Regions from separate parts of the Sus scrofa genome. Here all the other regions are linked to region 1. Evidence: chromatin contacts called from public Hi-C and HiChIP or PLAC-seq data. All regions are on one chromosome and are shown on one strand. Each heading gives the region's core, a stretch centred on a gene start, on an enhancer-like site or on the middle of the called end of the contact. The rest is flanking DNA. Distances are from core to core; before and after follow the strand shown.

What was found. A called contact is a pair of places that touch in the nucleus more often than the background predicts. HiChIP or PLAC-seq counts read pairs in DNA pulled down with a chosen protein or histone mark.
Region 2: a contact with region 1 is called in a Hi-C map of alveolar macrophages, with 2.8 times the contacts expected there. The contact joins two enhancer-like sites. A contact is called at or near these places in 24 of 47 Hi-C or Micro-C datasets (adipose tissue, alveolar macrophages, blood and 13 more) and 2 of 2 datasets of contacts at active chromatin or transcription factors (alveolar macrophages and skeletal muscle).
Region 3: a contact with region 1 is called in an H3K27ac HiChIP or PLAC-seq map of alveolar macrophages. The contact joins two enhancer-like sites. A contact is called at or near these places in 1 of 47 Hi-C or Micro-C datasets (liver) and 1 of 2 datasets of contacts at active chromatin or transcription factors (alveolar macrophages).
Region 4: a contact with region 1 is called in an H3K27ac HiChIP or PLAC-seq map of alveolar macrophages. The contact joins two enhancer-like sites. A contact is called at or near these places in 1 of 47 Hi-C or Micro-C datasets (skeletal muscle) and 1 of 2 datasets of contacts at active chromatin or transcription factors (alveolar macrophages).

What each region holds. Positions count from the first base shown.
Region 1 is chr1:32,383,980-32,391,906 of Sscrofa11.1, forward strand. No RefSeq gene overlaps it. Among named protein-coding and RNA genes, the nearest start is that of AKAP7, 26 kb to the left of the region's middle. Within about 2 kb of position 3,797, at least 9 of the 83 cell types and tissues checked have an H3K27ac peak or open chromatin away from gene starts, as enhancers often do. A contact at or near this core is called in alveolar macrophages, where this site is marked.
Region 2 is chr1:32,573,381-32,581,307 of Sscrofa11.1, forward strand. EPB41L2 (band 4.1-like protein 2) reads left to right here. Exons shown (of 18, transcript XM_021088293.1): 9 at 3,677-3,829; 10 at 4,438-4,535. Among named protein-coding and RNA genes, the nearest start is that of SMLR1, 130 kb to the right of the region's middle. Within about 2 kb of position 4,816, at least 19 of the 83 cell types and tissues checked have an H3K27ac peak or open chromatin away from gene starts, as enhancers often do. A contact at or near this core is called in alveolar macrophages, where this site is marked.
Region 3 is chr1:32,538,852-32,546,778 of Sscrofa11.1, forward strand. All of the region lies in intron 3 of EPB41L2 (band 4.1-like protein 2), which reads left to right. Among named protein-coding and RNA genes, the nearest start is that of EPB41L2, 120 kb to the left of the region's middle. Within about 2 kb of position 4,945, at least 4 of the 83 cell types and tissues checked have an H3K27ac peak or open chromatin away from gene starts, as enhancers often do. A contact at or near this core is called in alveolar macrophages, where this site is marked.
Region 4 is chr1:32,523,336-32,531,262 of Sscrofa11.1, forward strand. All of the region lies in intron 3 of EPB41L2 (band 4.1-like protein 2), which reads left to right. Among named protein-coding and RNA genes, the nearest start is that of EPB41L2, 110 kb to the left of the region's middle. Within about 2 kb of position 4,001, at least 7 of the 83 cell types and tissues checked have an H3K27ac peak or open chromatin away from gene starts, as enhancers often do. A contact at or near this core is called in alveolar macrophages, where this site is marked.

The sequences.
Region 1 (7,927 bases), core at 2,547-5,046:
CTGCTGCTTTGCTGAATTTATTAATCAGTTCAAGGAGTTTTGGGGTTGAGTCCTTAGGGTTTTCTAGGTATAGTATCATGTCATCTGCATACAGTGACAGTTTTATCTCTTCTCTTCCTATCTGGATGCCTTTTATTTCTTTGGTTTGTCTAATTGCTGTGACTAGGACTTCCAAAACTATGTTGCAGAGCAGTGGTGAGAGTGGGCATCCCTGTCTTGTTCCAGATTTGAGTGAGAAGGCTTTCAGTTTTTCCCCATTGAGTATTATATTTGCTGTGGGTTTCTCATAAATGGCTTTGATTATGTTCAGGAATGTTCCCCCATACCCACTTTGGTGAGAGTCTTGATCATGAATGGATGTTGAACTTTGTCAAATGCTTTTTCAGGGAGTTTCCCAGGCTAGGGGGAGATGATCATGTGGTTTTTGACTTTTCTTTTGTTAATGTGGTGTATGACGTTGATTGACTTGCGTATGTTGAACCATCCTTGTGAACCTGGGATGAACCCTACCTGGTCATGGTGTATGATTTTTTTTGATATGTTTTTGGATTCGGTTGGCTAAGATTTTGTTGAGAATTTTTGCGTCTATATTCATCAAAGATCGTGGCTGATAGTTTTCTTTTTTGATGTTATCTCTGTCTGGTTTTGGAATGAGGGTGATGGTGGCATCGTAGAATGTCTTTGGGAGTATTCCTTCTTCTTCAACCTTTTGAAAGAGTTTAAGGAGGATGGGCACCAGTTCCTCTTTATATGTTTGATAAAATTCTCCTGTGAAGCCATCTGGTCCTGGACTTTTATTTGTAGGGAGCGTTTTTATGAACTCTTCAATTTCATTTCTAGTGATCGGTCTGTTCATTTGGTCTGTTTCTTCTTGACTCAGTTTTGACAGGCTGTAAGATTCTAGAAAATTGTCCATTTCTTCCAGATTGTCAAATTTGTTGGCATATAGTTGTCCCTTTTTAATTTTTTAATGATTTTTATTTTTTCATTATAGTTGGTTTACAGTATTCTGTCAATTTTCTTCTCAGAGTTTTAACTTGTCTTTTTTTTTTTTTTTTTTTTTTTTTTTTAGAGCCATGACACATGGAGTTTCCCAGGCTAGGGGGCTAATTGGGGCTGTTGCTGCTGGCCTACACCAGAGCCCCAGCAACGCAGGATCTGAGCCCTGTCTGCGACCTACACCACAGCTTATGGCAATGCTGGATCTTTAACCCACTGAGCAAGGCCAGGGATCGAACCTGCAACCTCATGGCTCCTAGTTGGATTCGTTAACCACTAAGCTACGACAGGAATTCCTAACTTGTCTTTTTTCTAGGACCACTCAGTACAGTGCATTCTTAGTGCCAAAGGTCTGCTGAAACAGGCTCACACCAAATTGCAATAGCCAATTGTCGAACTTCAGAAATTTTGAAAGCTGGCAACTAAGCCTGGCTATTATTAAAAATTAAACTATAGAAACATAATTAAATTTAATTTAAAATGATGCTAAGTCTAAAACTCAGAAAAAAAGGTAAGGATCAATCTTCGTGTCTTGGATTAGACAATGATTTCTTAAATATGACACCAAGAGCAAAAAAACAAAAGAAAAAAAAGGAGGTAAATTGGACCACATCAAAATTTAAAAGTTTCAGAGTTCCCATCGTGGCTCAGTGGTTAATGAATCTGACTAGGAACAATGAGGTTGTGGGTTCGGTTCCTGCCCTTGCTCAGTGGGTTAAGGATCTGGCGTTGCCATGAGCTGTGGTGTAGGTTGCAGACACAGCTCGGATCCCGAGTTGCTGTGGCTCTGGCGTAGGCTGGCAGCTACAGCTGCAATTCGACCCCTAGCCTGGGAACCTCCATATGCCGCAGGAGCAGCCCAAGAAATGGAAAAAAAAAAAAGGGCAAAAAATAATTTTTAAGTTTCATGCTTCAGAGGACACTATGAAGAAAGTGAAAATACAACCCATACAATGGGACAAAATATTTGCAAATATTTGGGAGTACTTGTATCTGGGGTAATTGTATCCAGAATATATATATTTTTAAATTCTCATAACTCAAAAATAAGAAAAACAAAAAATGCATAAGAGATAAATTATTCAAGGGACCTTTCACCAAAGTAGATGCACAAATAGCCAAAAAGCACATGAAAAGATCCTCATCATTAATTAAAACATCAACCACCATTACTCGTTAAGGAAATGCATATCAAAACCACAATGAGATACTTACTCACTAGGATGGCTATAATCAGAATACAAACAATAGCAAATATTTGTGAGGATGTGGAGAAATTGGGAATGTCCAAAACAGGCATATCCATAGAAACAGAAAGCACATTTGGTTTGTGATTGCCTATAGCTGGGAGGAGGGGGAGGGGATGGTGACTGCTAATGGTTACAGAGCTTCTTTTGGGAATGCTGAAAATATTGCAAAATTTGATTCTGGAGATGGTGGCACAGCTCTATAAATGTACTAAAAAACCATCAAATTGTATTTTTTAAATGGATGAATTGAATGGTATGTGAATTAACTCTCAATAAGTTTTAATTTAAAGGATAATATTCAAAGCACAACATATTCTAATTATCTTACATTACCTATGCTCTTGAGGTCACTTACTGAAAGATGGTGCCGAAGTTGCCTCAGAACATAGGATCAAGTTGTACATGACGTTACATCAGTAAGGACTGTTTATCTCAACTAAGACCTTGTTTATTTCTTTATATTAGACAGCCAGATGGCAGTGAGTGATAATACTCTGTACTAATCCCTTGGGAAGACTTGTTTGCTTGAGATTTAGTTGCAAACAGTAATGATTTGCTGCACCATTATAAGAAATATAGCAATGCCAGAAAGGGCTTCGGGACAAATAAAATGATCGGAATATGATATATTTTGTGTATACATGTGTACACAAAAGATCTAGTCAATATTCTACCAACAAATATTTGTTGAGAATTATAGAAAATGCAAAAATGAATTAGATTCTGTTTCCATATGCAGTCAAGGTTCAGTGAAGAAAAATAGAAAGCAATCAAATTTTTTTTTGTTTTCAGGGCCATACCTGCAGCATATGGAAGTTCCCAGGCTAGGGGTCAAATCGGAGCAGGAGCTGCCAGCCACAGCCACAGCCACAGCAACCACAGCCACAGCAATGCGGGATCCAGACACCATCTGTGATCTACCCTGCAGGAACACTGGATCCTTAAACCACTGAGCGAAGCCAGGGATCAAACCTGGAACCTCGTGGATACTAGTCCAGTTCTTAATCCACTGAGCCACAACAGGAACTCCTAAATATTTAAAGCTAAAGGCATGTAAATCAAAGAAGTGGGTATTTATACACTTTTGAAAGGGTTTAAAGAGTGAAAGTGAGGGGAGCTACCACCAATTTTCAGAGTCACTAAAACCGAATCTGAAACTTCCTGCTTTCATGCAGAAGTCAGGAAGCTGCAAGAGACTGAAATCAATAATCAAGATTATCCTGCAGCCTTGGGGTGACAGGCTGGACAGGAAATGTGGAAATTGCTGCCAAAAGTCCCATCTCAAGCTCACATGTCCACCACCACTGCTGGAGAAAAAAGCTTGGCTTGTCTCTCTCTCCTGCCTTCTAAGTCATGCACACATACATCTCATGGGCAGAATCTAAACTATATTTGGAAACCTTCTGGCAAGGAACCATACGGAAAATGGAGTTCTTATTTATCTAATGCCTGCAATGAAAGAAAGGGAGAGAATCAAAGAGAATGGAAATGGTGCTAAGTACCAACAAATAAGATATGACTCATTACCCTAAGGGAGTAATTCGTCTCACTTGTTCCAATCATCATTACGTCATTGATGTAGTGGACCAGTGTGAAGGCCTGTGGGATGGCTAGACTATCAAATTTCCTGTAGACTAGATTATGACAGCTGGAGATTTGATATAGCCCTGGGACAGGAGGATTCTTGTGTACTCTTGGGTAAAAGTAATCTGCTTCTGAGAGTTCCCATTGTGGCTCAGCCGTTAATGAACACAAGTAGTATCCTTGAGGACGAGGGTTTGATCCCTGGCCTTGCTCAGTGGGCTAAGGATCTGGCGTTGCCATGAGCTATGATGTAGGTTGCAGAGGCAGCTTCAATTTGACCCCTAGCCTGCCTGGGAATTTCCATGTGCTGTGGTTACAATCCCTAAAAGAAAACAAAAACAAAAACAAAAAGGTAAGCTGTTTCTGTTGGTCTTTACTTGTTAGTATAGAAAAGGAGTCAGAGAAAACTAGAGCATGAAGACGGGCCATTTTTTTTTCCTATTGGCCAAAGTTCAATAGGACCCTGGCTGATTCTCATTCGTTTACACACATTTACAGCTGCTTTCACTGGACTACAGCAAATTGAGAAATTGGGACAGAGGCCTTACTGACCAGCCAAAATATTGCCCCCAAAATAAAGACAAACAGCAATAAAACAAAGTTTTATGTTTACTCTAAAACTAAATACTAAAATGTACTTGTAATAGTTAAAACCAGGTATTTTTTCTGAGATTTGAAATCATCAATAGCTATTTTAAGTGGACTTTCCCCCTCAGTTTTCAGATTCTAGTATGAAATAGCTGAAGATGTGCTGCTCTCAACCTCTGATAAAAAAAACCACAATAAAACAAAATTTAAAATCCTGTATGCAAAAATTCATGTTTATTCTTTACATGATCAGATAAGGTTATTTGCAATATTTGATTTATAAACCATTATTACTTCCTTTTTTGTTTTGTTCTGTTTTTGCTTTTTAGGGCCACACCCTTGGCATATGGAAGTTCCCAGGCTAGGGGTAGAAACAGAGCTGTGGCAGCTGGCCACAGCCACAGCCACAGCCACAGCAACGCTGGGTCTGAGCCATGTCTGTGACCTACACCACAGCTCACAGCAATGCTGGAGTCCCCATCCTCTGTTGGAAGCCAGGGATCGAACCCTCATCCTCATGTTTACTAGTAACATTCGTTTCTGCTGCACCACAATGGGAACTCCCAATTTGTTATTCTAATAAAGCACATTTAAAAAATTGGGGGGGGGAGTTCTTTGTTCCAAAAAGTTTCCAATACAAATTTCAACCCAGGCCAGGACTTATATCTAGACTTTACTGGGGGCCACTGCTGAAATGCCACATTGACGTGAATGAAGACAGGCTGGCCTACGGTATAAACGCAGAGGTCTGTGTTTACCAGCTGGAGTTAACACTCTCACTCCAAAATCTAGATGTGGATGGGGAAAAGACAATGGCAAATGTTGACCCTGGGACCTGTTAATTTGTAGTGCTATTTGTAGAAGTTTTTCTTATACTTTTGAACTCTCATTTCAATATCCATGTCATCCTATAAAATATTTTCTTCTTACATTTCATGCATAAGGAATTGAGGCTCAGAGAGTCAGTGAATCACCAGCTTCTCAGCGAAAAAGACCAGGGAGTTCCCGTCGTGGCACAGTGGTTAACGAATCCGACTAGGAACCATGAGGTTGCGGGTTCGATCCCTGGCCTTGCTCAGTGGGTTAACGATCCGGCGTTGCCGTGAGCTGTGGTGTAGGTTGCAGACGCGGCTCGGATCCCGCGTTGCTGTGGCTCTGGGTAGGCCGGTGGCTACAGCTCCGATTTGACCCCTAGCCTGGGAACCTCCGTATGCCTCAGGAGCAGCCCAAGAAATAGCAAAAAGACACACACACACACACACACACACACACACAAAAAGACCAAAGACAACAAATATTCACCAAGCATCCACTATATTATAGGCACCAACGTAAGCCAGAACTTGGATTTTTTTTGACTCCAAGTCCATTATTGTTACTACGAAAATTTATTAATTCCCTTCATCATGAAATATACCAAGCGCTGACTGCGCCCAAACTGAGAATAAGATGACTAGGAGAAGGGTTTTTAAAAAAGGAAAAAGACAAAGACAAAAAGGGAGTTCCCTTTGTTGTTCAGTGGGCTAGGAACCCGACTAGTATCCATGAGGACACAGGTTCGATCCCTGGCCTGGTTCAATGGGTTAACGATCTGGCATTGCCATGAGCTGCAGTGTAGGTGGCAGGCGTGGCTTGGATCCCACTTTTCTGTGGCTGTGGCATAGGCTGGCAGCTGCAACAACTCTGATTTCATCTCTGGCCTGGGAACTTCCATATGCCATAGGTGCAGCCATTAAAAAAAATTGATGGAGGATGGAGTTCCCCTTGTGGTGCAGTGGAAATGAATCTGACTAGGAACCATGACATTGCGGGTTCAATGCCTGGCCTTGCTCAGTGGGTTAAGGATTTGGCGTTGCTGTGAGCTGTGGTGTAGGTCACAGATATGGCTTGGATCTGGCATTGCTGTGGCTCTGGCGTAGGCCGGCGGGTACAGCTCCGATTCAATCCCTAGCCTGGGAACCTCCATGTGCCGTGAATGCGGCCCTTGAAAGACAAAAAAATAAATAAATAAATAAAAATTGATGGAATAAATGACATTAAAAATATGTCTGGAGTTCCCATCGTGGCTCAGTGGTTAACAAATCCGACTAGGAACCATGAGGTTGCGGTTTGATCTCTGGCCTTGCCCAGTGGGTTAGGGATCCAGCATTACCCTGAGCTGTGGTGTAGGCTGCAGACGTGGCTCGGATTCCGAGTTGCTGTGGCCCTGGTGTAGGCTGTTGGCTACAGCTCCGAATGGACCCCTAGCCTGGGAACCTCCATATGCCGCAGCAGTGGCCCAAGAAAATGGCAAAAACAAAAAATATATAAATGTGTTTATATTATTACCTGACAAATAGAGAGAGCAGTGTGCCTGGAGAGTTCACTTCCCTCATTTGCCTTGCCTTATGTATCTCTTCATCTGGCTATTGATTCTTATCTTTTAATATCCCTTGTAACAAGTTGGTAATCTAGTGAGTAAAATGTTTATCTGAGTTCTGTGAGCTGCTCTAGCAAAAAAATCAAACCTGAGGAGGACATTGTGGGAACCTGGAATCTATTGTCAATCGGTCAGAAGCACAGGTGACAATCTGGGCTTGGGACAGCATCCAAAGTTGGGGGGGTGGCTTGCAGGACTGAACCCCTAACCTATGGGATCTGATGCTATTTCTGGGTAGACAGTGTCAGGACTGAGTTGAATTTAGGACACCCGGATGGTGTGGGAGCTCCCTGTCACCACCACTACCGCTTTGGAAGTGGTACCCTTTCAGGAGGGGAATCTGCTTTGCTCAGTCTACCAATTCAAATGCTATTCTCACCCAGAAGCACCCTCACAGACACACCCAGAAACAATCTTGAACTATACATCTTGGCATCCCATAGCCCAGGCAAGGTGACACACAAACTTAACCATCACACCTGTATTTCCAAAACTATGCGTCACTTGCAGATAGTATAATAGTGGCAAGAAAACCTATCAGCTCTCTTACTAAAATCAAACCCTAGCCATCCAAGCTTTGGAATGGAGGGAGGCTCTTCAGGTAAAGGCTGTGACTGGACTTTGGAGTAGGCACTGGGATTCACAAGCTCAGATAGAGCATCCAAAAATTTCCTGCACTGAACATCTCTTGTTCCCTGCCTCGCATGTTGTGGCCCATATTTTACTCCATTGCTGAAGCAAGCAGCTTCCTGTGATCACTACCTGCAGGTAGCACCTTGCCTCAGTTGCTTTAACTACCATTTTTACCTTGAAGTTCCATGATAGCATAGGGTGAGATGTCTTGCAGAGACCGACCTGCACAAGGAAGTACAGCCTGGAAGAGTGAGGGAATAATGCTTCAGGGGACAGCTCTTGGCTGGTGTGGAACAGGACCCAGTAGGTCCCATGCACCCCTCTTCCTTCCCTTAATGGACAGTTCTGGGGCTTCTTGGAAGGTCCTGGCAAGATAACATCTTTTTTTTTTTTTCTTTCTCTTTTTCAACCACACCTGCAGCATAGGTACTCTTTGAGCTTCCTGGATTCGAGT
Region 2 (7,927 bases), core at 3,566-6,065, 190 kb after region 1:
ATGAGGACACAGGTTTGATTCCTGACCTCACTCAGTGGGTTAAGAATCCCGTGTTGCTGTGGTGTAGGCCAGCAGCTACAGCTCTGATTTGACTCCTAGCCTTGGAACCTCCATATGCTGTGAGCACGGCCCTAAAAAGACAAAATAAATAAAAATAAATAAATAAACAATAAAAGGCCCTGCCAATCCTTTGGTGTAGTTTAGGAAGCGAGATTACATGAGTTTGAGAAACCTCTAGGAAAGACCCTCACCCAAAGGTATCTTCCCTCTGTAGACCTCACATTAATAATTCTTGATACTGTTTTAATAGTGCTTTGCAAATATGAAATACTCCTTTTTCCTCTGTGGCTTCTTTTATTCTTTAAATATTTTTCCTTATTACAAAAGTTAGACATGTTTATCATAGAAAATAGAGGCAAACAGGAGAAGAATACAAAAAGACCGAAATCTCTATGCAGAAGCAAGCACTGTTAGTATTTTGGTATTTTCTTGTTTTATTTAAAAAAAATCTGAGCAGTCACACTGCCATTTAAAAAATGGGATTATACCACAAATATTTCATAAACTTTTTCTTTTTTTGACTCACTCTTATAAACACTTTTCCATGTTGGTAAATAGTCTCTGGCAGCAACATTTTGAACTGCTATATGCTATATACCTTTAATTTTTAAAAGCACTTTCACATACACTATCTCATTTATGGTTCAGATATTTTTATTTTTATAGAAACTACATAAAACAGAATGCAGATGGCTTATTACACTCTGGCTGTTGCCCCAAGGCACATAATATAAAGTAGTCCCATCTGTGATATCTTCTGATAAATCCTACCAGGAGGTAAAACAGATCTTGCCAATACTTGTCTTTTAGCTCTTTTCTCTATATGATGGGGCCAGGCTGAGTCAGCAGAGAAACAGAAAGAAGGGTGGGGGGAGCAGATTTGGTATCAAAAAGACCCCCCAGGAATTCCCATTGTGGCTTGGTGAATTAAGAACCCGACTAGTATCCATGAGGATGTGGGTTCAATCCCTGGCCGCGCTCAGTGGGTTGAGGATCCAGCGTTGCTGTGAGCTGCTATGTAGGTCACAAATGAGGCTCGGATCTGGTGTGGCTGTGGCATAGGCTGGCAGCTGTACCTCCAATTTGACCTGGGAACTTCCATATGCCACAGGTGTGGCCCTAAAAAGACCCCCCCCCAAAAAAAAACCCCAGAGCCCCTCTCTCCTACTCTAGACCCTGTTATTTTCCACATGTGACTCTTATATCTGCTGCTTTGTTGATCATTAGTTAGAAAGCAGTGCTTAGAGGGAAGTCCTGAAACATTTCAGGATTCTTGTTTTTGAAGTTGTGTCTTAGAAAAGTTAAAAATGTTGCTGGTTCTGTTATAAGTATGGTTTCCATTCTTGCTTTGTGGTTAGGAGTAGATCACTTAAAAAAACTCAGAATAACATGCATTCATTCAGTGTAGCATCCGGTAGACTTGTTAGGTAATATCTGATAAGCAAGATATTTGTAGCTCATTGAAAAAAGATCTGTAGCAGTTTAAAATTTTTCATGTAGTTTAAAGTTTTGTACCTTTATACATTTTTCATTGATCATGTTTAAATTTTTTTAATTAATATTTTCTTGTCAGAAGAGTTCTTAGTGGCAGCCTCACTTTAGGATAGGGTGAGGGTGTTGGCGTAAAAGGGCTTGTGATGAAGATAGGGGGAAACCGCAAGAGTAGAGTGATACCAGGAGCTAGTAACAGCAGCTCACCTGACTCCTCTGGGTGTGAAGGAGTGAAGCAAAGTATTTACCAGAACCCACGAGGGTGTCTGTGTAGAAAGGACTGCCTTGAGAGGAGAACATAGCCACTCTGGTGCAGTCACAGCCATACAAGGAGGGAATCTGGGAATTAAAAACTCCCGACCGTCTTCCCTTCTTTCTTTCTCTGCTCTTTGAGAACTTTCCATTGGCTGAACCCATTCAGATGGGATCCTCTTGATGTCCATATGGGGCAGCTTCCAGAGGGAGTGCACATGGCAGAGAAGATGCTCCCTTTTTATTAGTTTATTTGTCTGACATCGTTGCTGACTGGCAAAAGTCTAACATGGGGAGGAGAACTAAGACCCGCTTTTTTCCCTTTAACTCCTTACCCGTCATCTGTAATTTCTATGCACCCGGATACTGATAATTCTAAAGCAATATGTGGAGCAACTGAAAATCAATGGATTGACTTGGATCCAGATTGTGTTTATTTTTAAGTCAGATAAAATAGCCTTAGTGTCCTGTCAGAAGGTTGCTTCACACTAGAGATAGCTTTGTTCATGTTTCAAGTGAGGGCTGCCTCCTTATTTGTGCTGAGGCCATGCTGTCTTGGGCAGTCTTCCGGCCTGCTCCCTGTGGCCATGGCCAGTGATATTTTTGGCAAGCACATCATTTGTGTCTAGAGCCAAGTTGCTGGGGCACCTGTGCCTGATTCACCCCAGCTTTTTACTCTGTTCCTAAAGACTGTTGTGGCTGTCAGGCCATGGGTAATAAAGCACCTTACAGATTAGGTTTTTAAACCTGCTCAGATGGTCTAATATAATTTTATTTGTAAATGTAAATAATTTACATATCACAGCAGTGAAAGCAGTTGGCATCAGTTACCTTGTACTGTGTTTCTGTTTTTAAAAAACTGATATAAATTGTGTTAAATTGTTCTCCATAATGAGAGAGTTGAAATGTTATATTTTTATTGAATTAAAACTAGACTCTGGGGTTTGTTTCAGTGTAGTTTATGAGAATTTGTTCCATCTTGTTAGTGATATCTGAAAACATGAATATCTTTGAATAAGTCTTCAGGTTTATGTGTCTTGAATTCTCTTAAAGGTATTCGAACATCGTATGTATTAGATATTCAACACTGCTTGAAAAGCAAGGAGATGGTTTTTTACTCTTGTTGGTAAATTTATTTGATTTTTTAAAAATCTGTCAGGCTTGCAGTTATTCTAGATTGTCATCTTTCCCCAATTAAAAATGCTGAGGAAAGAAGACAGTATTAATAAGTTCAAGAACCGTCTGCAGTCCTTTTGAAATATGCCAGCCAAAGGAATGTTGTAATAAGAACTGAATGTCAGCACTTAGAGTTATTGAAAAACTGCTTGAAAGAATTCAAAGATTTCAACACTGTCAGCCTAGAAGAGAAATTTTCTGTGAGGGCTTGGTGTTTTGCAGAACATAGGCATTATTTAACAGCCGTGAGCTGGCATGAGCCATGTGCGGTAAATTTGCCTACAGCCAAATGGCTGACCGCACCTTGGGGTGGGCACCCAGACGGTCCCCAGAGGCTGGAATAGCCCTCGGAAAACACGTTTTTATCTCCCATATCTTCAGGACGTCTCAAAGTCTGTTTCCTTTCCTCCCTTTTACCTCTTACAGCCCAATGAGAGCGTATTGCATTAAGCTTTTTGAAGACTATTGTGTCTTGCAGTCAGGTTGCTGCACCTCAAATCCAACCCCTCAAGACGAATGTCTGGATTTAATATATGTCATTCAGATTTCAGATGAATATCTAAATTTGAGACTATTGAAATTTAAATACAGACCTGTGAAATGGCCCTCCTGACTATGATTTGAGGGGGACAGCTGGCTTCCTCTTCTGTATAACTTTCGCAGCTCTAACTGCGGTCAAATGGCTTATGCTTGACAGGACTCGGAAGGCGTGGACATCAAGCTGGGCGTGTGTGCTAACGGGCTCCTCATCTACAAAGACAGACTGAGAATCAATCGTTTTGCTTGGCCGAAAATCTTGAAAATCTCCTATAAGCGCAGTAACTTCTACATTAAAGTTAGGCCAGCGGAGGTAAGCAAGGTGCTCGCACATCTCGTAAGGTTTTGTCAGTGCTCCCCTTTATGGCCCTGAGCTACCGGAGTGCCTTTCATTGAATTTTAAGAAAATGAACTATTTATTCTTTCAGGGTTAAAAAAAAAAAATTCAGGGTTTTTGATGATAAACTTGCATATGTATATGTATGTATATGTACGTGTATATATGTGTATATTTATATATAATACACACACACACACATATATAGTTGTTCATTAAAAACAAGCCACAGTCACAATTTCACAGAAAAGAAGAATTGGTAAGTGCCTGCTTCATCGTGGGGGCTTGTTTTTCTTTTCCTTTTGAACCAGCTAATGGTGGAGATCAATAGGGAGGTGGTAGAATGAGTTTCAGTGGACCTTGAAGGGTAGCTGGTTTATGTCAGTAGTCCATCCTTGCTTTTCAGAGACGCTAGTATTGCAGTCTGCGAAAAGTCCATTTTGTGTCATCGTGTTAGCTATACTCATAATGACCGTTTTCAAGAACAGTCACTTCTTAGTAAAATCTCTGATTCTGTGTTTTTCGGTAGCTTCTAATCAATTCTTAAGGAAATGTGCTGATTTGTTATACGGCTTTTTTTCCAGCTGGAACAGTTTGAGAGCACTATTGGATTTAAACTGCCCAACCATCGGGCAGCGAAAAGATTATGGAAAGTGTGCGTGGAACATCATACTTTCTACAGGTAATTTGGGGAAAACAGCGTGGGATTCCTGAGAGCAACCATCCGTACCCTCTAGATCCTAGGAGGTGGCATTGGGTGGGGTGGCAGACACAGCCACATCCTGCTTTATGTTCTGCTCTCCCCAGTGTCAGATCTCCTTTGTCTGCAGTTCATTTGTGTGTCTCTTTCTGTCGTCTGGCCATGCTCATCGTTGCTTCGAACTGATCTGTGTCTGCAGTGGTCCAAAACTCCACCTCCACCCTCTCCCACCCCATTCTTCCCACCACCACTCACTTTCTGTTTCACTTGGTTTCTCTATCAACTTGCCCCGCCCCTTTGCTGCTTTGTCAAAAGTGTTTTAACCCCCTCAACCCCTGTCCTTTTTGCATGTCAGCCTGCCAGCCTGCTCATCCTGGATTAGTTCTGTGTCCTGACCTCCCCAGGGGATTTGCTTTCTTGTATTTTCTCAGTGCTTTTTTTTGTTGTTGTTGTGGATGGTGTGTAAACAAGATTAATGTGAGATTCTTCTAGCTTGATATGTACTGCCAGTTAAACTTGGCGTTGTAAATCCAGAGTAATCCCAAGTGAATTAGTGTCATCAGCTGCTTTCTAGGGAGCTTTATGGAAACTCATGGCACTTGTTAAATATTTGATTGACTTTGGTAATTGATCTGTGGGTTTTCTTTCAATGTTCTTTTGTTTTCTATAGATAAACATTAATTATATGTGATTTATAATGGCAGGGGTTTTTGTAAAATTAAAATGTTAATAAACCTACTTCTTAAGCAGTAAAATACGTAAAAGCTGAATTCCTTTGTGACACATCATTACTTAGATCATCTTGCTTGAGGCCTTTAATCCTCTGTGATAATTAGTCCCTATTGTGGCTTTTAAATTCCTCAAAGTGGAATGATAGATGCCTTGTGGTAATTTGGATGTTATTCTCTGAACATAGGGTCTGATGTGGAAAATAAAAATAATATCAAATGGAAATAATTGTTGCATGATCTTGAAGTGATAGTACTGAAATGTTTGCTGCTTGGCCTCTATTGCCTTATAAAAATGTATTCATATTGCCATTGACTTAAACTGCCAAAAAAATTCTTTTAGAGATCGCTTATATATGTTGATGTTCAATCCTTTTTGGTCTTGCTATCTGTTTCTATTTAATTGTAGCTTAATTGCTTAAGGATTTCTTTGTGATCAGAAAAGTATAATCTGCAAGCTAATATTTTGTGTATGTGGTCACCAGTGCCAGTTGGGCAAGAAAGTACTTTATCGCCATTTAACATAAAAAAAAAAATCATCTGGTTAGTGACGTTCCTTCTTTTGCATTATGACTTATATCTGCCTTTAAAATATTTTCTTTGTGTTTCTTGGATTTATATTTTTTGTAAACTGGAAATAAGAGAAAATCCTCATGGAGCTGCTCATCCTGGGAAGATATGGCCTTCGGTTGAAATACAGACAACTGAAGCAAACCTACAGAAGGATGCCAGATGCCCCCATATCGCTCTCTTCTTTGCCTCTAGTCTTTTTTTTTTTTTTCTTTTTAAATAATTTTATTCTGGTGAGATCACTTAACAAATTTTAAGTATACAGTGTTTTCTTACTTATAGGGGCAGTGCTATATAGCAGATCCCTAGAGCTTATTCATCTTATGTAATTGATACTTTATGTCCCTTCCCTCCAGCCCATGGTCTGGAGCCACCATTCCAGTCTTGGATTCTGTGAATTTGGCTATATTAGATACCTTATATATAGAATTATGTAGTACCTATCTTTTTCTGTCTGGCTGCTTTCACTCAGCATAATGTCCACCCCAGTTGTTGCACATTGCAAATATCTTTCTTTTTAAAAGGCTGAATGGTATTCCGCTGTATTTATAGCCCGTATTTTCTTTACCCACTCATCTGTCAATGGATGTTTAGGTCATTTCTACATCTTAGTTATACAGTGCTATAATGTACATGGGAATGCTAATATCTCTTTGAGATCTTGATTTCAGTTCTTTTGGAAAAATACCTAGAAGTGGGATTGATGGATCATGTGGTAGTTCTGTTTTTAAGGTACCTCCCTACTATTTCTTATAGCTTCTGTACCATTTTATATTCCCACCAACTGTGTAAAAGTGTCCTAGTTTCTCCACATTCTCACCAACACTTGTTGTCTTTTGTTTAGTTTTTAAAATTTTATGGAGAAAGTAGTTTCCTTTGGGGTCACTAATGCATGTTTCTCCTTGGAGGTATTTTTTAGAAATGTCTCTTTTTTTTTTTTTTTCTGTTGGTCAATTGGCTGGTACATACAGAGCATACTTCATGAATAGATGATAAAAAATAAGCGTGGTTTAGCCAACTTGTTTTTCAAGGAGAAGGAGCACTTCTTAATTATTGCACTGATGAGCTTGCCAGTGACCCTTTTTAGTATACATTACACAGCATTCTTGGAGCATAGTTAGCTGGATTGCAAGATAGGGAAACCCGCCTTATGCAGCCTATCAGGAGACCGTGCGTGGTAAATGACCACATTTCTAAGCTTGCTGTTGGTACTCATGATCAATGTGCCAAGGCATTTAATCATCAGTTTTATTGTTTTTCTGGGTTAATACAATTGAAAATCCTGACTTGATGGAGAAGCACCTCTTGTATTATTCCACGTAGCCTTACCTCGACTTGAATCTCTTTTCATTCCTTATTAAGCAGAAGATTTCTAATAAATGAGCAGAAAGGCTAGAAATACTTGAAATGGTAAGGCACTCTTCTTTGGAGAATGATAGGAAAAAATTTGATGGAGTTCTCCCTCCATATTCTGGAATTGGCAACTAAAATCTTCTTATTTAATAAATTTTCTAAGAGCTCTGGGATTATTTTTTTTGCTGAGATGTTTTGCCAACTATGGATCAGGCAGTGAAAGCAAGATAATTTCAGTTGTACTCCAGACACGATTGGCTCATTCACTAAAAGCATGCTTTTGCCTGAGTCTGGAAGTATTTGACATCAAGGAAGTTTTACTTCATTCATTTTGGACCCTGGGTTTTAAGCAGCAGAGTTGTTCTGGCAAGAGAGAATGTTAGTCATCTCTCCACATCTACTGCATGCTGTATTCTTCTTGGGAAAGCATCACTTGATGGAAGAGATTCTGGGGTTAGATGTTCTTTCCCAGGAGGAATAGATGTAAATATTAAGAATTACTAATGATAATGGATTGCTACTTGGCACTTACCAGCTAGGGGCAAGAATTCAGACATATGTGTTTATATAAATGATTTAAGTTAATACAAATAAATAACCTTTGATACACACTGGGAACAGCTGCTCTTTTGCTCAGGTTGAGGAGAACATATTATGCATACACGAATGGAGAGTTACTCATCTTCTTCTCATAAAGCTCTGTGTATAGAAGGGTTTATAAAT
Region 3 (7,927 bases), core at 3,695-6,194, 160 kb after region 1:
TTTTCTACGTGGTGATTTCTTTCTCAAAGATAGTCTCAAATATGGTTGTAATTAAACATTATCAGATAAATTTTATATTATTGGGTGTATGAACCAGTCACTTTTTAAAAGGATTTTAAGTGAGAAGTTGAGCACGTGATGTATCGTTTAGTAGGCTGGGTCCTGGCTTTTGTGTCTGGGTCTTTGAAAGGGATGAAAGGGGAGTAGAATGCTCTAGTGGATGGTACCTGGCCAGGCTGAAAACAGAAGGCCACTGAACTTGGAGTGTGAGAGCAAATATCTTACTTTGGGATAGGGTATCTGTTTGCTGAGTTTGGTATTAGCCTTGCCTTGTGGTTAGAATTCTTAGTTAAGCTTTTTAAAAATATAAGAGCATAGGAGTTCCCTTGTGGCTCAGCAGGTTAAGAATCAGTATTGTCACTTCCATGGCTCTGGTTACAGCTGTGATGCGGGTTTGACTCCTGGCCCAGGAACTTCTGCATGAGGTGGGCAGTGAAACTATTCTGTAGGATGCTGTAATGGTGGAAACATGTTTTACATTTGTCCAAACCCATAGAATATATAACACCAAGAGTGAGCCCTAATAGAAACTGTGGATTTGGGGAGATTATGATGTAGTCAGTATAGGTTCATTAATTATAACAAATGTATGGCTCTGGGGGGGATGTTGCTAATGGGGAGGTCATGCATGGGGGTAGAGAGTATGTGGGAAATCTTTGAATATTTTGCAGTTTTTCTGCAAACCCTAAAACTGCTCTGAATAATAAAGTCTAATGCAAATACTAAAATAATACATATGTCCAGATGCCGTCTTTGAAGGTTCTGATTCAGTGGGTCTGATGTTAGACTCGAGCATCTGTGCGGCCAGAGTTAAGAACTACTTTGAGAGTCTAGAACATGCTGTCTACCGAGGTACTCCTTGGCATAGCGCCTGCTCCCCAGTTACAGGGTGAATTCATCAATCAGCTCCTCATTGAAATATTAACATGGCTGCTGGGGAATTTTCCCATAGTGATGGGGCAGTGAGTGGAGCAGAGACTCTATGTTAAAATTAGAGATAGTCTTATTAAGGGTTGCTTTGAGCAATGCCCAGAATATAGCAAGGGCTTGAAAAATATTGGCTGCAATTATTATCATCCCGATTATGCTTTCTCTCAGGATATAACCATTTTTCTTGAACATTTGATGAACATACTCAAGTCTTTGCCTAGAATGAATTCCTATCATCTTGTTCTTATATTTTATCAATAGCATAAGTGAGTTGGAAGGCCCATAATATAAACATATACCACCTAAATGATCATATTGACTTTGTAATTTAAAGAACTTGCTTCAATTCAAAAATTAAACTTTAGTTAGTATTTTTGTAAGTTAGAAGAAAGACATTTAAAAACAATACATTTTATATTGGAATTTTGAATAAGACCATCTCTACTGTCCATGGACTTATCCTATTGTTGGAGAGTCAGAAGAGAGACCTTGGCCATAGCTAGTTGGGTGAAGAAAACAATATTACCGTCAATTTATCTACTTTAAACTAAACTCTGGGAATAGGAACATAGTTGGATTTTGCATATGAGAAATTGCAGGCTATTTGGCAGCTGTTCACTTAGAGCAAATGAAGATTTAGGTGATTCCTCCTCATGTGCTACAATTCTATTCCATTAAACTTTTCTTAGCAAAGAGAGGCATTTAAGGGACCACATTTTATGAACACCTGAGCAGCTGACACATATTAGAACTGACAGGGCTGTTTATTATTCCTTATCATTTAGTTAAAGCCAGCAAATAAGTACAATTCCTTGTGTAAAATTTGTGTGGATATTTACATTTCATCAACAAATACGATTTCCTTAACAAGATCCATTGTTCTGGAGGTCTTGTGAGGTTTGCTAAAGCTCCATTTCAGAGCTTGGTTTTCAGATTACTCTGGAACCAGCATGTTGGTGAGAGGAGTAGGACTGGTTTCTGGAATAGTGGTTGGCAGGCTGGTTTTGCTGTTGGAGACAGAGGGTCCCCTGTGGTTAGCTGCTGATGCTTGTGTCCTGAAAATGAATCATATTTTTCTATCTTGTTTGCCATCTAAATTTACCTGATTGCTTATGAGATGAATCGTGTGCTCACTTAAGAATTCTGAAACATGGAGTTCCTGTTGTGGCTCAGTGGAAACAAATCCAACTAGTATTCTTGAGGACACGGGTTCAATCCCTGGCCTTGCTCAGTGGGTCGGGGATTCGGCGTTGCCGTGAGCTGTGGTGTGGTGTAGGTTGCAGACTTGGCTTGGATCCTGTGTTTCTGTGGCTGTGCCATAGGCCGGCAGCTGTAGCTCCGATCAGACCCCTCACCTGGGAACTTCCATATGCCGCAAGCACGGCCTAAAGCAAAAAAGAATTCTGAAACATTAAAAAACCCAACAGACTAGGGTAGAAAAACATTCCCTCTCAGTACTGTGCTTAGACTTGGATAGGCTTGGAAGCATTGAACTCATGAAATAGGGTCTTATGATACAGAAGAAAGGCAGACTCCTCTGTTCTTGAGGAGTTAAGGTATGCACATGATTTTATGAAAGGTGAGATTGTGGTTCTAGCTATCCTAAGGTTTCCTTTAATATGATTGCAGGGTATAGTCAGTGGAGGGTATTGTGTAGTGTGTTCTGGTTTTGTGTGATGTAGTCTTTTAATTTTTATTTCTAGCACCTAAAACTACATTGAATAGAATTTTATGTCATTCATATCAGTAGCACTGAAAAATTTCCCCAATGTTCAATCATAATTTCTCAAATCCTATGGAATGGAAAGAATTAAGAGATTATGTAATGAACTATGAAAGAATTTTTCTTTTTCCTCTCCCCTCTTTTGGAGGCTAGTCTTGAAAGAATGCTGCATAAGAAAGATTTCTTCCTGCTATTCTTTGTAGTGTATTATAAGAAACCAACATTCTTATGTAATTTTGATAATGTGTCTATATATATATACAAAGTTTCCCTGATCATTAATGAAAATTGAAAAATTTTTTCAACCACTCAAAGATGATGGGTATATGTGTGTGTATATATACATATTTCTTTACATAGATCTATATGTGTTTGTATACTTTATACATAATATATACCTATTTTTTGAGCAGTCAGAAAAATATTTTCTAACTTCATAATGATCAGGGGAACTTTACTTAAAAACTGTCCCTTGTTACCCTTACTTCTGGAATTAACGTTTTTAACACAATTATTGGATGTGGTTTCTTTCTTCCTTTTTGCCGGGGTTTGAGTGAACTCTGGAACAGGTGTGTGTCGTTAAAATTGGTAGGAAAAGAATGATCTGATAAGTGATGGCTCAAGACTACTCTGTTTCCCCTTCTGTATGATTTTCTTTGATTTCTTCCACCCCCCACGACAATGTCTCAGTTGTGTTTGTTCTGTGCATACCTTTCTTGGCCTTTTATACTTGCACAGTGTAGCTTAGAGCTAGCGCAAAATACATAGCTCAAGGGCTGTGATGTATGGATTGCATTGTAGGCTTCCCAGCACTGTCTCCTCAGCGCACAATAACTGCAGTGTGGTGGGGCCTACACGGAGACAGTGATGGTGTTTTATAAAACGCCAGTGGTGTGTGGCGTCGAATGCAATCCGCCGGGTAAGCAGTTGCACAAATTCCTCCAAGTTGAGAAGCCTCCAGAAATGCCATGTTTTGGCCTCCATAACGAATGCCACAAATAACAGCCCAGGCACGGGGGACTTCACTTGGCGTCTCAGATTCCAGCCTGCCTTTCTTCAGCTGGGTTTGCTATAGATTGCTTTGCCCCTCTGGCCCCTCTCCCCAAGAGAGTTCCCCAAACCTTGAATTTTTTTTTTTTTTTTTTTTTGCTTTTTAGGGCCACACCTGCAGCATATGGAGGTTCCCAGCCTAGGGGTCTAATCAGAACCACAGCCGCCGGCCTATACCTCAGCCACAGCAATGCCAGATCCGAACCGCGTCTGTGACCTACACCGTAACTCACTGCAATGTCGGATCCTTAACCCACTGAGCTAGGCCAGGGATCGAACCTGCAAGCTCATGGTTCCAGGTCGGATTTGTTTCCGCTGTGCCACGACGTGAACTCCTTGAATGATATATTTTAAACCCCTCTAAATTGTCTTGTCTCTCCTTTGGAGGTCTCTCATGTGTTAGGCTGTCTTATTTTTTTATTTTAATTTTTGTCTTTTTAGGTCCACACCCATGGCATATGGATGTTCCCAGGCTAGGGGTCCAATGTGAGCTTCAGTTGCTGGCCTACACCACAGCCGCATGGGGTCCAAACCTCATCTTCGACCTACACCACAGCTCACAGCAACGCCGGATCCTTAACCCACTGAACCAGGCTAGGGATCGAATCCCCCGTCCTTGTGGATACTATTCAGGTTCATTAACTGCTGAGCCACGACAGGAGCTCCTAGGCAGTCTTTTAAAGAAAAAAAAAAAAATCTAATACCTGGGAAATAAAGTACTTTTTTTGTTTAAATTTTCAACCCATTGATTTTATTTTTCTGTTTAATGTTGTAAGAGGGGTTAGGGAGAGGCAGACGGGGAAAAGTAGATTGTAAAGCTTGTTGGCCGTTAACATAGAAAGTAAGATTTCTTTTTGAAGTGTGCCTGGCAAGTTGATTAACTGTTATATGGTTTTAATCATTTAATTAACTGGTGCTACATTATCAGAATAGAGATGAGCACAGTTTGTAGTCTATAAACATTCTAGCATAAGTAGGAATATAAAGCAAAGGCATGCTTCAGATAGCAAGAAGAAATAACAGTGGCTGATGTCTTGGGGAAGGAATGTGTAAAGCCTGCAAAACCCCACTGTCCGCTTCTGCATTTATAAAGGTGGCACATGGCTGGCTCTTAAGAGAAAGGGGCAGACTGGCTTTTCTACTGACATCATTCTTCTAGTTCCCAAGAAGTATTTGGAAATGTTTTAATTACTACGGAAGTGTCTAAGTATCAAGTAGAATTGCGAAAATAAAATGTAGATCTGTGGCTGTTCTTCTCCTGCAATAGTCTGACAGTGTGTGTTTGGCTTAATTCCTTGAATATGTATATGTTGGTAGTTCACTAACTAGAGCCAGGAGTTTGCATCAGACTGAGAGCCAGAAGACCTGATTTCTAGACTCAATTCTGCCAACTTTTTGGCTGGCATTATAGCACCAAGCCATTGCATCCAACATATCTTTTAGCCTCCTGGAGAGCCAGGTTACTTAAAGTGCTGCTGTAGGAGACATTGAAGTAAGACATACTTTTGCTTAAAGAACCCAGTCTTCAAAAAGTAATAAATATCAAAAGGAGTAGAATTTAAGAGGAACTACCATAGATAGGAAGTAAAGTGCTTGAAGAAGAAAGATGAATATTGGGTCATAAATCAAGCTAGAAAAGAAAGATTATGTCAGGTAGTTCTTTTTATCTGAGACAGGCAACACTTGCCAATAGTTATGACAGCTAATGAACCAGCTGCATATACTGGTATTTTAGGGGTACATTGTAAATCAAAATATCTGTGTATTCTACTTGGTTGACAAATGTTTATTTGTAGTCTTTTCATGTTCTAGAATTCAAGTTGCCTGTATAAAAATCGAAAGAGCAATACTAGAAAATTGCCTTCCTGGATAGAAATAAGGAGGACTAATGTTTATGGATATCACAAATAAGAAGTCACACTGAAAAGTTAGATGGGTTAAACTCTCTGTAACCTCAGTTTTCTCATTTGTGAAGTGAGATTGGATGTAATAACCGTGAAAGCTCTTTATAATTATATTTAAAATCAGTAATTGTTTTAGAGCAGCTCAGAAAGGGCCTGTGCTTTCAGCTGCCTTTTAATGAATTCATGTAATGGGCCAAACATTTTTTTAAGTACTTTAAATATACCTCATTTAATTCTCTTATCGCCATCGTAAGGTGAGTGTTTATTTTAGAGAGAGGAAACTGAGGCACAGTGAAGTTAAGTAACTTGCCCGAGGTTATACAGCTGTTGAGAGGTAGGGCTGGTGTTCAAATCCATGTCACTGCCATTCTGCTGTGGTACCTTTCTAGCATATGGTCGAGAATCAGTCATTCTCTTGAAAGGTGGTACATTGCAGAATCTGGTATGGGAGGAGGAACAATTTCAGCTTGCACACCCCCACACATTTTTAATGTACTGCCATTGTGAGTTGTGTCTTGGTTCCTTTCTCCCAAATGATGAGGATTATTAATAAGTAATTAATGATTAATAAATTTGTGGAGTAAGTTGTGAACAGTAGTGAAGGCAAAAATGAAATTGTGAGCCACTAGGTCGTATTACTGTCAGGGTACACTCTGGTAAATTAATTCTTATAAAGTATAATAACTTGGAACATTTAATATATGTCTCCTGATCATCTGATATGTTTTCTTTTTTTTAATTTATTTTTTCCCCACTGTACAGCAAGGGGATCAAGTTATCCTTACATGTATACGTTTTTTTTCCCACCCTTTGTTCTACTGCAATAAGAGTATCTAGACATAGTTCTCAATGCTACTCAGCTGGATCTCCTTGTAAATCTATTCTTTTTTTTTTTTTTTTTTTGTCTTTTTGCTATTTCTTAGGCCGCTCCCGCGGCATATGGAGGTTCCCAGGCTAGGGGTCCAATTGGAGCTATAGCCACCGGCCTACGCCAGAGCCACAGCAACGCGGGATCCGAGCCGCGTCTGCAACCTACACCACAACTCATGGCAACGCCGGATCGTTAACCCACTGAGCAAGGGCAGGGACCGAACCCGCAACCTCCTAGTCGGATTCGTTAACCACTGCGCCACGACGGGAACTCCTCCTTGTAAATCTATTCTAAATTGTGTCTGATAAGCCCAAGCTCCTGATCCCTCCCACTCCTTCCCTCTCCCATCAGGCAGCCACAAGTCTATTTTCCAAGTCCATGATTTTCTTTTCTGTGGAGATATTCATTTGTGCTGGATATTACATTCCAGTTATGTGATATCATATGGTATTTGTCTTTGGCTTTCTGACTCATTTCACTCAGTATGAGATTCTCTAGTTCCATCCATGTTGCTGCAAATGGTATTATGTCATTCTTTTTATGGCTGAGTAGTATTCCATTGTGTATATATATACCACATCTTCCGAATCCAATCATCTGTCGATGGACATTTGGGTTGTTTCCATGTCCTGGCTATTGTGAATAGTGCTGCAATGAACATGCGGGTGCATGTGTCTCTTTTAAGTAGAGTTTTGTCTGGATCTATGCCCAAGAGTGGGATTGCGGGGTCCTATGGAAGTTCTATGTATAGATTTCTAAGGTGTCTCCAAACTGTTCTCCATAGTGGCTGTACCAGTTTACATTCCCACCAACAGTGCAGGAGGGTTCCCTTTTCTCCACAGCCCCTCTAACACTTGTTATTTGTGGACTTATTAATGATGGCTATTCTGACTGGTGTGAGGTGGTATCTCATGGTAGTTGTGATTTGCATTTCTCTTATGATCAGCGATGTTGAGCATTTTTTCATGTGTTTGCTGGCCATCTGTATGGTATGTTTTCTTTATGAAATAATAAGAAACATGACATTTTGTTGGCCTTTTGAATTAGCTTCCAAGGCAGATTGGTTTTAGGGGTTTTTTTGGTCACCCCCATAGCATGTGGAAGTTCCTGGGCCAGGAATCGAACCTACACTGCAGTGTGATACAAGCCACTGCACTGACAATGCTGGATCCTTAACCCACTGAGCTTCCAGGAAGCTCCAGTTTTAGGTTTTTTAAGAGTAACTTCTCTGAGTTTTCTGTTACAATTTTTTTTCTTTACTCCTTATTCTCTAGTTCATGTTTCTTTTCCTCTTGATGGCTTTATAACATCTATTATTTAAAAATGATGCATGTCAAAATCTTTTGAATGTTAATACATATAAGTAGTGAAATACAGTGATTGTAGGTT
Region 4 (7,927 bases), core at 2,751-5,250, 140 kb after region 1:
TTCTGATATTTCGGTTGTTTTTAAAAAAAGGAATGACCAAAGATAAAGATCCTTAAAGCTCTCATAGAGAGAGGAGGAGAGAGAGAATAAAACTGTATGTCTCAGTAGTAGGGGTAGAGACAATAAGGAAACAATAGAGTAGTCTTCTGAATTTGACTCAGTTACATTGTATTTGACCTCATGTCCTTTTTTTCTTGCCTATCCTGAAAGTTGGGGAGTTTAGATTTTTGGAACCAACTTGATAACTTTTTATGTGAACTTGAGTCATTTACTTAATCTCTGGGCCAAACTGTGGCCTAGAAATTGACTTCATCTTTAGACTATAGGACTACTTAATCTAGAAGGCCCTGTCATCTCTGATGTTCTTTATATCACCAGACCTCATGGTTGAACAATGTGCTTTAGGGTTTAAATCTATCTTTATCCAGTCTTTTTCAAACAGACCTGATACATTTAAAAATAGAAAAATACGCAAATAATAGGGGAGTTGTATATGTGCCATAAAAATTTTAATCACATCATCATTTAGCCATGTGTTTTAGATATTTTTTAAAAGAAATAAAACATTAAACATAACTGCTGAGGCGTTATCTCCCCTCTCTCTGCTCTTACTTGTCTTTTTAATATGTGTGAACCTACTTTATTCATTTTAACTGCTTTAATAGTATTCCTTTAAATGACTAACAATGTATCCATTTCGCCCCCGGCACACAATTTCTTTTAAATAGTATAACAATCAGTGTTTCAGTGAACATTATGGTATCTGTTTCCTTGTTTTTTCATGCAGTAATTTCTTCAGGATAGACACCCAGGAATGGAATTGCTGGGCTAATAAGATGCACTTTTACTTCTTCAGTTTACCCAGATATTGGCAAAGCAATCTCCAAAGGGTTATGCCAATTAAATTGCAACCAGCAATCACTACTTGATTCTTCCTACATTATAATCAATACTTTTTGGTATTGATTTATTTCATCCTCTCATAATGGTGTGAAATACCATCTTAAAATTTTGATTAGCATTTATTTGATCACCCTCAACTTTTACAGATCATGCTGCAATAACAAATAGCCTCCAAATCTTCTGGACTTAGAGTAGTAGTGGTTTATTCCTTGCTCATGTTACATACTCTTGGGGGTTGGCTGTGGGCCCTGCTCCGTGTCTTCTTGACTGTTGGACCAAGACTAAAGGTGAGAAATGCTGGGCTCACAGTAGAGGGAAAAGGAAAAATGGAAGAACCACACTGTGGCTCTTGAATCTTCTGCTTGGAAGTGGTATATACCACTTTCACTTACATCTCAAGCAAGTCATGAGGTTAACGCAGTAGGTGAGCAAGTATGGTCCTCCCATGGGAAGAGCATGGAAAATAACTGAAAATGTGGAAGCAACCCTACACATTACGACTTGTGAGGCTAAGCACCTTTATGTTTTGTTTCGGTTTCTAGGATTGCTGTAGGATTTTTAAAAAATAGACAGGATATTCTTTTCCTAGTTTAAGACTAAACTAGAAATTTTCCTGAATAAGTGGTAAAAGGTGAATAGGTAGTAAATTTTATCTAGAGTATTTCCTGCATAAACTGAGGAACAGAGGTTTTTGTAATCTTAGTGTAATTTACATTAATATTTTCCAATGTTAACTCATCTTTGAATATCTAATATACTACTGGTTCATGATTTGGCATTGATTTTGTACTTTTAAATCTATGGTTATTTTTAATTTTATCAAATTGTCTATCAGATTTTGTTGTCTGGGTTATATACTAGCCTTATAAAGTTGCTTCCATTATAATATTCTCTGGAAAAAGATTGAATTAATTAGGGATTACTATTCTTTGGAGATCTGGTAGAACTTGCCTATAACACTCTTGGGCTAGTGACCTTTTTGTGGGAAGAATAAGGTTGGTAGGCTTTTTTTAAGTCATTGATTTTTCTTTTTTTTCCTTTTCCTTTTTTAGTTTTTATTTTTAAAAAAATTTTAGGGAGTTCCCATCATGGCTCAGTGGTTAATAAATCTGCCTAGGAACCATGAGGTTGTGGGTTTGATCCCTGGCCTGGCTCAGTGGGTTAAGGATCTGGCATTGCCATGAGCAGTGGTGTAGGTCACAGATGCGGCTCGGATCCTGTGTTGTTGTGGCTCTGGCATAGGCTGGTGGCTGCAGCTCCGACTCAACCCCTAGCCTGGGAACCTCCATATGCCGCGGGAGTGGCCCTAGAAAAAGGCGAAAAGACAAAAAAAAAAAAATTTATTGGGGTATAGTTGATGAATTGATTTTCTAGTAGCCTGTTTTTGGTTTTTCTTGAATCAATTTTAGTAATTCAAATTTTTAGTGGAAACTGTCCATTTCATCTAATTTGACACATCTATTTGTATGAGGTTTTTCATAGTATTTCCATCTTGACTTTGATTTTGACTTCTTTTTTATTTCTTGGGTTATTGCTTTTTCTTGCCATTCTTACTGTAGAGTTAACCATTTTAACCTTTTCTTTCAAAGAAACAGCTTGGTTTTGCTTGTTTTCTCTTTTGTAGCATTCTGTTCTTTATTTTTTCTTTGGGGTTATTTTTTTCCAAATTTTTAGTTGAATATTTCAGTATTTGAAAAAAATAAATGCGTGCTTCATGGCTCTTAATTTTCCCTTCATGTACCTCTTGTTGAATGCACAGGTTTCGAAATCCCGTGCTTTTGTTTTTTGGGGTTTTTTGTTTGTTTGTTTGGTCATGTCCGAGACATGAAAGTTCTTAGGCCAAGAGTTTCTTTTTAGTTCCATATACTTATGCGTTGTAAAATTTGAGGCTGGGTTATTAGATGCCTGCTAGTTCGAAATTGTATATTTTTGGACTCCCCCTTTTTACCATCATTTGATACCCTAAAATTTATTTGATGTTAATATTACCATACTAGCTTTATTTTGCTTAGGATTTGTCTGAACTTTCATTTTTAGGGCCATACCTGTAGCATATGGAACTTCTCAGACCAGCCATCGAACTGTGGCTACAGTTGCCGGCCTACACCACAGGCACAGCAACGCCGAATACTTAACCCACTGAGTGAGGCCAGGGATTGAACCTGCTTCCTCGTGGATACCAGTTGGGTTCGTTACTGCCCAACCACAAGGGGAACTCCCTGACGGGTCTTGTTTTTTAATCCATTTTAAAATTTTATTTTTTCACTGGTGAAGTTTAGACCATTTATTTCATATAAATTACTGATATATGTGGCTATATTCTTTATCTGATTTTGTTGGGTGTTAATTTTTGTTTACTTAAATTTATTTCCCCTTTTCTCCTTCTATTCTTTTAGGGATGATCTATAATGTTTTATAGGCACATTTGACTTCATAAAGCCTAATATTAATCACATGCCTTCTTCCTTCTTTCTCTATCTTGTTTAGCACACATGTATTGGCTGTCCAATCTCATTTTGTAATGGTATAAAATAAAGCAGTTTCTTATATGTGTGACTAGTCTATCTTCCATGATTCTACTACTCGTGTAGAATCAAGCCACTTTTTAAATAGGTCTTTTGAGCAGAGTTTAGCAAGTATATAAAGTTGAAAGCAGCAGTGTAGTTCTTTTATTCACCAAGATTTAAATTGGTTGGGGAAGCAGAGGAGTCATTACTTCAATGATTATGTTAATTTACAGATTGTCTTTTCAGCTAGTAAGTGAGTAGTGTTGAGTAAACATTTTTTCCTCCTGTCAAGTACAAAGCACAGCAGAATTTGAGTAGACTTTAGTGATGTGATCCCACAGCAGATTTTATGTACCATCAGTTCCCTGGAATCTAGGCAGTGACTTTATATTTGACCATAGGCTGTAGCTCATCAGTGTCACAATAGTTGTTGTAATAACGCAGATGTCATAAATGGTATTCCTTCTTTTGACGGATTTCTTTTATCCAGTTCTCCTTTGCATCCAGGTTCTCTGAGTTCTTAGTGTCATTAGAACGGGGCTGTTACTGATCAGACGGCTGTCACTTCCTCTTCAGGAGCAGAGCCCAAAGGACAGCCATCATGTGGTTTGAGCATGCTCATGTTTCTCAGTTCCAGCACTGACCTTAGACGGATAGGGTGATATGCTGATGCTGCTTATCTGTTGTTCTGTAGCTCTGTACCGGAAATCGGTGTCTGAGGACGACTTGAGGGGAAGTATGTTGCGGGAAACTATGGCTATTAATGAACTTGCAGGCACTTAGGGAAACAAGTACAGTGTTGGAAATAAATGCTTTTATTTGGTTGGGGAAATTAGATTTGTTTCCACCTGTTTGCTGTCACTAAAGATGCTAAGTTTGTCTGTCATGGCTTTTTAGATGCCTATAGTTATTGTTTGCTTTTTTTCTTTCTGTATGTGCATGTGTCTGATTTTCAGTTACACCTTTAGATTGTAGCCTGCCCACTGAAGAGGGCCTAAATGTCTTCACTGAGGGAAGCATGGCCTGTGAGGAAGTCTTGAGGCGTTGGAACAGCCTGACTTCTGGAGTAGAATGAGGTTCTCGAAGGCCACACATGCCAAGATAAGATGATTAAGACTGACTGATTGAACAAAAAGGAGCTGGGAAGAAATGGACCAGAGGCTGTAAAATTATTAGTGCACAAGTCCTAGCAAGAATGCTATAAGATAATAATGGAACATGGCTCCCGTAATTTATGGGGGACTTTTAAATTCACTGCTTTGGTTATAATACACAACCAGTGGTCTTTACGGATACGATTTTATCAATGTGATGAGAGCATTGGGATAGTTAGGCAGTTTCCTATTTTTGTTACCTGTCAATACCTTTGGTCAACAAAAGCACCCCTTTTAAACCATTTAATGTCAATGTTGCTCTATTAACTGAATAATTTTTTTCAAATCAAGAAGCGATTCTTGGAAGCATTTTTGTTTCATGTCTTAATATCATCTCTGCTTCACAGATTATTCCCTTAAAATAGACACATGTTCATACATCCATCTGTATTTCTCCTTTCTCTTCTTCCCCAGTCAACCCCCGTTTTTCCTGGCTCTGTGTTTCTATTTCCGTTCTCCTGTGGGCCATCTCAGCCTGTTCTTGAAGCTTAGGAATTAAAAGAGAAGATTGCCCAGGAAGCCAAGCTAGCACCGTTTTCAAAAATTGTTATCTTTGAAATCCACATTTTTCTTTCTTTTTTGAGGAAAGAGAATTTATGGAAATATTAAGTGGATAAAAATGCTTCACACACACTATTTATGAGCAGAAATACTGGATAACAGTGCATTTTTAGAGAATGATTGTAGTTAAGTAAAAAAAAATATGGAAATGGCTTGACTTTAATTAATGTTATTTCTGGCTTATGTAACAATGGGCTTATTGCTAAGCCATGCATTAATTTTGACACAAGGCTGAGTCTGTCTTTGTGCATTTGTTCCAAATCTTTGTGTGAAGTATTTTTTCCGCTAAAGTTAGTAAAAATTACGACTTGTATTTTATACTATCATCTCCTGATAATTAACTGAGATCTCAAATATTTTTGAAAAACTTGGAAAATTAGAAAATTTATAATTTCTATTCTCTGATATGTCTATTTTTTTTCTCATTGAGATGTATAATGGTATGGGACAAGCTCCTTTGGTACCAGAATTCAATTGTAAAGAACTTACCAGATTGGAAAATTCTCCTGGAGTTTGCATTCCAGAATGTTCCAGAGACTCTGCTATAGGAGGACCAACTCTTACGATATTGCCACTGAAGTCATTTACATACTTGATGTATTAAAACAGCAGGGCTCTTTCCTCTACGGAAAAATACAGTAAGATTTAGCTGGAGCCATGGATATAAAGTCAGGAGATCTGTGTTTACTTTTCTTTGGATGTCTTGGGGAAGTCATTTCCTCTTTCTATTCTCAGATTGCAAAGTAAGAATGAAAATATTTGCTTCCCCTATTGCTAGGATTGAACGGGCTTTACTATAGCTGATAAGTCTGTATATATATATTTTAAAGTCTGAAAATAAATGTGAAAGTTCCTGTAAGACCTTGGAAGCATGAGTGAATGTGCCTCTTCTGAGTTAGAGTTGCTCACGTTTTCCCCTGGCATCTGAAAGTTGTTCCCACGCATTGATTTTGTCTGAGAATCGAGGGCATTGTTCCTGCCCACACAGGAATGTCAGTACCATTTTTTTCTCAGTGCTGTGAATAAGGCTGTTAGAATGTAGGCTCTCTTCGTCAGTGTTCTGGTGATAAAACTATTTATCAGACGGTAGAATGTGTCAAGGTCTTCTTGCCTTTCTTGTGTAGAGTACTGGCCTTAGAAATCAAATTTGGTGTCATTGCTTTTGAATGTGTTTTATTTATTTACTTGATTGTTTATATCTGCTGCCACCCTCCAAGGCTGTTCTTTTAGATTTCTAGAATCGATCCTTACTACATTTATTAGTGAGATAGTTTTAACTGTGTACATCCTTGTAGAGGATCTGGAAGTTGTGGCCCTCTGTAAACTCCCATAAAATAGCATTAGACTTAAATATTTAAATAGAACCGTGAACAGTTTAATTGGCGTATGTTACATGCAGTTTAAAATTCCAGTGACTTAGGTCCAGATGGAATGTGTCTGGCTAACTGTCCATTTTATCCCTTAGCTCAAAAAAGGAATTTAAGTTGATAATTCTGTCTAATAAATGAATTTTTTTTACTAAATGGGAAAAGGCTGCTATGCCATGCGAGTGATTGAATACCTTGGTCCAGCTTGAAGAACATGAGGGGTTTACAGGAGCAGAGCAGACTCATTAGCTGGGCATTCAGGATGCTGGTAGGTGTAATATCTCACTCTCTCTTTTTTGGTCACACCCACGGCATGGCATGCGGAAGTTCCTGGGCAAGGGATCTAACTGGTGCCACAGTAGTGACAACATTAGATCCTTAACCCACTGAGCCACCAGGAAACTCCTCAGACTGTCTTCTAATCATTACTATAAAGTTTTCTATGTTTGCCCCTGCCAGCCAAATTGGTCTTCTAATCAGGCATGGAATTGTCTGTCCTTTCTTCAAGTTTCTGGTCAAACCATCTCTGCCGTTTTGATTTCCCCATGTGGATGACTTCCCCCCACCTTTTTTTTTTTGTTTATTTTATTTTTAGGGCTACACTTGCAGCATATGGAAGTTCCTAGGCTAGGGGTGGAATCAGAGCTACAACTTCAGACCTACACCACAGCCACAGCAGTGCCAGATCTGAGCCAAATCTGCGACCTATACCACAGCTCACGGCAACACCAGATCCTCAACCCATTGAGAGAGGCCAGGGATCAAATCCTCATCTTCAAGATACTAGTTGGGCTCATTACCGCTGAGCCACAGTGGGAACTCACCCCCCCATCTTTTAACATCCAACTTAAATCCAGCTTTCTGAATGTTTTTTTCTTCCTCTGAACTTGTTTGTACCATTAATTTGACATTTAACCCTGCACTGCCTTGTGAAAGAGTCTCTTGTATTGCTGTGTTGAACAGCAGCTAATGTTGTATTGTTGTTTGATCTCTCTCCTCCTCTTGTTGTTTCTTCACCTGGATTGTTAGTTCCTTGAGAAAAGAAACTTTCTTCTTTTCCCCATAGGGCATTATCGTAAGAGCTCGTCTCTAGCACTACTTAGAAAGTTAACTGTTGATTTATTTCTCTCTGCTTTTTCATATGCATATAAAATTCTTATTCTTCTTATCTAAGCTAAATGATTGCCTTGGCTTATTTGTTTCTAGTTCTCTCCATTGTCTCCAGTTAGAAAAGAAAGAGGGGAGTTCCTGTTGTGGTGCAGCAGAAATGAATCCGGCTAGGAACCATGAGGTTGCAGGTTCGATTCCCTGGCTTCGATCAGTGGGTTAAGGATCCAGTATTGCTGTGAACTATGGTGTAGGTCACATATGCAGCTCAGATCTGGCGTTGCGGTGGCTGTGGTGTAGGCCAGCAGCTGTGGCTCCAATTAGACCC